Regions from separate parts of the Callithrix jacchus genome. Here region 1 is linked to region 2. The links are chromatin contacts, called in public Hi-C maps. All regions are on one chromosome and are shown on one strand. Each heading gives the region's core, a stretch centred on a gene start, on an enhancer-like site or on the middle of the called end of the contact. The rest is flanking DNA. Distances are from core to core; before and after follow the strand shown. Region 1 holds the start of MORN1 (MORN repeat containing 1). Region 2 holds the start of FAAP20 (FA core complex associated protein 20).

Region 1 (2,700 bases), core at 44-2,543, 180 kb after region 2:
CCAGCGAGAGGAGGGCTGGGTTGAAACAAGTGCAGGCCCTTGAGAGAGCAGAGGTGCTCAGGAGGGGGAGGTGGGGAGCCTTGTTGCAGAGGGGATGAGTGAGCCAGGGGAAGGCACAGGAGCAGAGTCAGTGAGGGCACACAGGGGAGGAGCAGGCCCTTCCATTCCCTGCTGTGACCCTTCAGGGGCCTCCTATCCTTAGGGGACAAAATCCACACTCATACCCAAGGAGGACCTGGCCAGCTTCATCTCTTTCCACTCAGTTGCTGAGTGTGCCAGCCAACTCCCGCAGTTCCTGGAAGGGGCAAGGCTCCCTCCCCACCAGCTTCCCAGGCACATTTTGGGGGCAGGGTTTATGGGAAAATGTCGGGGGGGAGGGCAGGGGGTTCCCACAGGCTCCTGTATATGCCGAAATCAGGAAGGTTCTACCTGAAGATACTAGGGTGAGCTCTGAGTTCATTTCAGACCCGTTTATTTGATTCTAGGAACAGTTCCTATCAAAAACTACTTTTTTTTTTTTTGAGACGGAGTCTTGCTCTGCCACCCAGGCTGGTGTGCAGTGGCTCGATTTCAGCTCACTGCAACCTTCGCCTCCTGGGTTCAAGCTATTTTCCGGCCTCAGCCTCCCGAGTAGCTCGAACTACAAGCGCCACCACGCCTGGCTAATTTTTGTATTTTTAGTAGAGACAGGGTTTCGCCATGTTGGCCAGGCTGGTCTCAAACTTCTGACTTCAGGTGATCCAAAGTGCCAGGAGTACAGCCAAAAACTGCTTTTGAAATGCATCCTCGAGTTTCTAGACAGCACCGGCCAGGAAGGAAGGAGGCTTGGTGCTGGTCCTGCGCCTGCCCTCTCCCCGCGTCCTGGGATTAGGGATTCTCATGGCAACACCGGGCCCGGTTGGCTGCGAGGCTGCAGCCCGAACCCGGCCTTCCCTGCTAGGAGCCCGCGGGGGGCGACCGCCTGCAGGGCTGGACCCGCTGCAGAAGGAGGGCTCGGGGAAGGGTGAGAGCCGGACCCGGGTAGGCGCCAGGTGAGTTCTGGATGGGAGTGGGGAACGCGGGGGTGGCCCCGGCTCCGCCGCTGCACTTGGACCTCCGTTTTCCGAAGTGAGCACTTGGGGGTCGAGGGCGTAGAGCGATCGCACCCCGAACGGAGCCCAGGACAGCGACCCGCCCTGTAGCCCGCAGTTGTTACCGTCCCGGGGCGGCCGCCTTGGCGGGTCCCTGCGCGGCCCGTGGGAACTCTGGGTGCCCTCGCCGGCTGCCGCCATCTTGCTGCCGGGGTTTCCTTAACGACCAGCAACGCACGCTTCCATTGGTCTTTGTCGCAAGGGGGTGTGGCCACGGGCCGAGTCCCTGGGCTCGCGCAATCTCTGGAGTGAAACTAGCGGGACCCGGAGCCAGAGGACGCAGCTGTGCCTGTGCACGCGGTGCGTTTCCGCCGCTGTTGCGTCTTCCGCCGAGAGGCACGCCCGCCAACGGCTTGCGCCTCTGCGCCGGAAGCGGAAATGGTTGGAGCCTTCGGCCCCGCCCCCGCGCCATCTTGGGGGCCCTGGAGGCGGTGCCGTGCAGGACGGAGCGGAAGTGCTCGCTGCAGCTTCCCGGAGCCCGAGTGCAGCGCCGGCGGCCGCCCCTGCCCCGCCGTCCTCCTTCCCGCGGCCGTGAGGGAGACCGCGGCTCGGCCGCAGCGGAGCTGCGAGGTGCCGGGAAGGGCTGCGTGGCGCGGGAACGGCCGGGCAGCGCCGCCTCCTCTCTTTCCGGGCTGTCAAGGCCGCGGGCGGGCGGGGCCGCGCTGAGGCCCGGGCGGGGAGGGCCGTCGGGGCCCGAGTGGCCGCGGGGAGCCTGTCCCCGACCCGCGGCCCTGGGGGGTATGGGTCGCGCCTCGGGGCGGGCCCGGGAAGAGGGGCCTGGGGGGTGGCGGCGGAGAGGGGTCCGGAGGTGCAGGCCGAGTCCTCGGGTCTGCGAGGGGTGGGGTGGCGGGAGAGGGGCCAGGCGGGGATTGCTGCCCTCCCCACCCGGGCCGGGTCTCGTCCGATTCTCCTGCCGGGCATCTGGGCAAGCGGACAGTTGCCGATCCGCAGCTGTCTGCGTTGGGCTGGATTCGAGTGCGGATGTGCCCCCTCCCCATCCGGCGTCCAGGTCAGAGCAAATCTTGTAGGACTTAGTGTTAAGCCCTGGGGCGAAGGCGTCCCTGACGGGCTGAAGGGAAACTGGCCACATCGGTTTCGATTGTGTTCGAAATAGGCAATAAAGTCATAAATGCTCTCGGCTGACTTCGTACTGGTGTGTGGTCCCACTGATAAGTCACCGTGCGTCCCTGCCAGGCGTCCCTCCGCGCAGAAGCCTGCTTTCAGCCTCAGTACCTTCAGGGGGCTTTTCCCGCTTTCTCCTTATGAAGCGTAAGGACTGGCTGGTAGTCTCGGAAGCACTTTATTCTTCGTTGGGTTGACGTTTCCTAGTAAGATGCAGTTATCCCCTAAGTAGATGAAGGGTCCTCAGTAATTCAGACTCTCACTTGGCTTCTGCCCTGTGCCCGAGGTGACCGCGGTTACAGTGTGTCAGAGCCAGGTGCAGATGTGAGATGGTGAGGCGCAGAGGAGAGAGGAGCCCAGGCTGGAATGTGGCCTTGGGAAGAAGGAAGAGACAGGGTATGGGAGGGCATTTCAGAGGACGGAACACCAGAGGTGTAAAGCCTGGTGC
Region 2 (2,700 bases), core at 167-2,666:
GCCTGGGCATGCTGGCACCACCAGCTGCCAGGACACCCAGGTGGACTGGGGGCCAGTGCTCCTGCCTTTCTCCCGTACCGTCTGAGGGCCCCCAGCCTGCCCTGGCCCCAGAGCACAGACAGCAGGTGGACCCCAGACCCGTGACAGAGAGCCATGGGACATGTCAGGTCACGGCACCAGGCCACCTTGCCAGGTGTGAAAGGGCTTTAAAAGCCAGCACTGAGCTCAGCCACCTCTTGGCCTTCCAAAGGGCTGTGGTTTCCAAACGGTAATGGGTAACCCGCCAGGCTCAGGGGTGGCTCACTCACCCGGGGGCGAACTCCTTCTGGCACATAGGGCAGCTGTGCAGGACTGTGGCACCCTCCACAGATGGCTTCGGCTCCACACTGGGTGCCCTGCACAGATCAGGTGTCGGGTGCTGGGGAGGGGACCTGTCAGGAGATTCCAGGTGCCCTCCTGCCCTGCGAAGCAGCCGGTAGGAGCAGCCAGGGCCCCACAGGTTCGGTGGAAAGGGCGTCCAAGAGAAGGTCTTGGGTCCCACAGTGAACACTTCAGTGGGTCCCGGGCTGCAGCTGCGCTCCTGCAACAGAGCGGTTGGGTCTTGCCCCAGCGGTGGCCCCCACCCTGGAAACCCCTCCGCCACTCCGATGGGCCTGGTGGACACACCTGTCCAGGGAAGGCGGGCAGTGGAGGCAGCTCCTCATCCAGGCTCAGCTCTGGACTCACGGTGCGCAGCAGCTCGACCCAGAGCCGCTCCCGTTCGTCACCCCCCAGGAGAAACCAGGGACGGTCGCCAGAAGGCCTGGGGCGGACAGAAAAGGGAGATGGGGGTAGTCAGCAGGGGAAATGCTATGGTGGGGGAGGCCGGGGAGGGCCTGTAGCAGAGAGCGGGGAGATAGGGGGCACTAGAGGGAGATTCCATGGTGGGGAGACAGCGGGCAGGGTTGGGGGAGGGCCTGCTAGAGCAGACAGTGAAAAGATGAGAGGTAATGGGGTCGGGGGAGCGGTGGAGGGGTGGATATGTGGGGGTCCTCGGCAGGATGAGACGATGCTGGGGGAGACTGCGAAGGGCCTGGGGAAGATAGAGGGGGAAGGTAGAGGGGGAGATGGGGGCCCTCGGTGGGGACGCGATGATGGGGCAGGGCCTGGGGCGGCGCGGGGGAACCTCGGGGTGGGGTGGGGGCTGGAGGCGGGAGCTGAATGGCGGGGCGGAGTGGCGGAGGACCCGGGGCGGGAGCCTTCCCCACCGGGAGAAGATAGTGGGAGGCCCGCGGGGGCTCCGGGAAGCACGCGGGAGTGGGAAAACCGGCCGCGCCCCCGCCCAGCCCCGGCCTCACCCGCCCGCCGGGGGCGGCTTCCGACGGCTCAGCCCCAGCCGCGGCCTCCGCGCCGCCTCCATCGGAGCTGCGCGCCGGACGGAAGTGAGCGCAGGCCCCGCCCCTGCCCGGCCTCCAGGCCTCGCCCCCGACTCTGCGGTGAGGTGTCCCCTCCGAGACAGTCGGAACCCCGGGGGCCCTGATCCCAGGCTGCAGGAAACCGAGGCCAGGGTTCCTTCGTCCAGCACCGCAGAAGGGGGCCTGGGGTGGGGCGGAGGCCCGGTGAGGGAGCCCTGCCCGTGCCCCGCCTTTCCGTCCAGGCAGCCCTGGGCCAGAGCCCCATCCGTTACCCCGACGGCCGTCCGGCCCGCCCGGGCCCTGCCTCCTCCCGGCTGCACCCCACAGCTCCCCGCCGTTTCCGGCTCTGCGGAGCCGCCTCCCCTTCCAGGACCACTCCAGGAGTAAATAAAGCTTGAAATCCGCCGTCGCCACCACCGTCGCTTTACAAAAGGCGGGGAGCTCAAGCTCCTTGGCCAAGAAACAAGAGGCGAAGTGACAAAGTCTAGGTGGCTCACTGGGGCCTCAAGGCCGAGCCAGGACTAGGACCCCGGGGGGCTTTCCTGCCTGGACCCTGGGCTCTGCGACCTCAAAGTCGGCCACTTGGTGGCAGCAGACGCTCAGGCACCCTCGTGCCACACCTGGCTGTGCTCAGGCCGCTTGCCTTTGCCTGGGCCCCACTGGGCCCTGGAGTGGCCACCCCCATCCCAGAAGGGCTGGAGTCTACAGGGATCAGGGTCAGGGGCCCTTGCCAGACACCACTCAGGGCTGTGGGACTCTGTGGCAGTTTCTGCCCTGCCCAGCCCCAGCAGTTTTGGGGCCATGCTGGGCACCCCTTCTGCAGGGCTCCCTAGCTGTTCCCACTCCCCACCAGGCCCTGTTCCCTCCCTCCAGAACTCAGCTGTGGGGCCAAGCCCTGAACCCAGGTCACGCAAGTGGCGCATGTCCTCCAAGTGGCCCTGGCCTGGAGGCCATGGGTGGGTGTTCAGGGCAGGGGTCAGGAGCAGGGCCTGGACTGACAGGGGGTCCCCACTCCCTCCATGAGTGGTTTTCTTCAGCATACATTTCTGTTCTAGATGCTGGAGGCTCCCAGCAGAACAAGACGGAGGCACCAACCCCCAGGCCCCGAAACATGGGCAAGCAAGTGGTGATGCAGTCCTGAGTGCTGCCTGGGGGTCTAGGGAGGCTGCTGCAGGCAGTGTGGTCTCAGGGGGCCCTGTGGGAGGTGCCTGGTGACTGGGCCTGCTCTCAGGCAGAGAAACCCAGCTGTGGAATCTCCACGGCTCCATGTTCACCACATGGCAGGTGCCAGCTGACCAAGCGCTCC

The links. Hi-C and Micro-C count contacts between places; a contact is called where the count stands out from the background.
Region 1: a contact with region 2 is called in a Hi-C map of skeletal muscle, with 5 times the contacts expected there. The contact joins the promoter of MORN1 here to the promoter of FAAP20 in region 2. A contact is called at or near these places in 2 of 3 Hi-C or Micro-C datasets (both in skeletal muscle).

What each region holds. Positions count from the first base shown.
Region 1 is chr7:40,430,867-40,433,566 of calJac240_pri, forward strand. It overlaps MORN1 (MORN repeat containing 1), which reads right to left and starts at 1,294. Exons shown (of 14, transcript XM_035307449.2): 1 at 1,196-1,294. The coding sequence starts at 1,271. It overlaps RER1 (retention in endoplasmic reticulum sorting receptor 1), which reads left to right and starts at 680. Exons shown (of 7, transcript XM_009000278.5): 1 at 680-1,031. The coding sequence starts at 880.
Region 2 is chr7:40,248,167-40,250,866 of calJac240_pri, forward strand. It overlaps FAAP20 (FA core complex associated protein 20), which reads right to left and starts at 1,417. Exons shown (of 4, transcript XM_078330083.1): 1 at 1,338-1,417; 2 at 667-802; 3 at 309-580. The coding sequence starts at 1,399.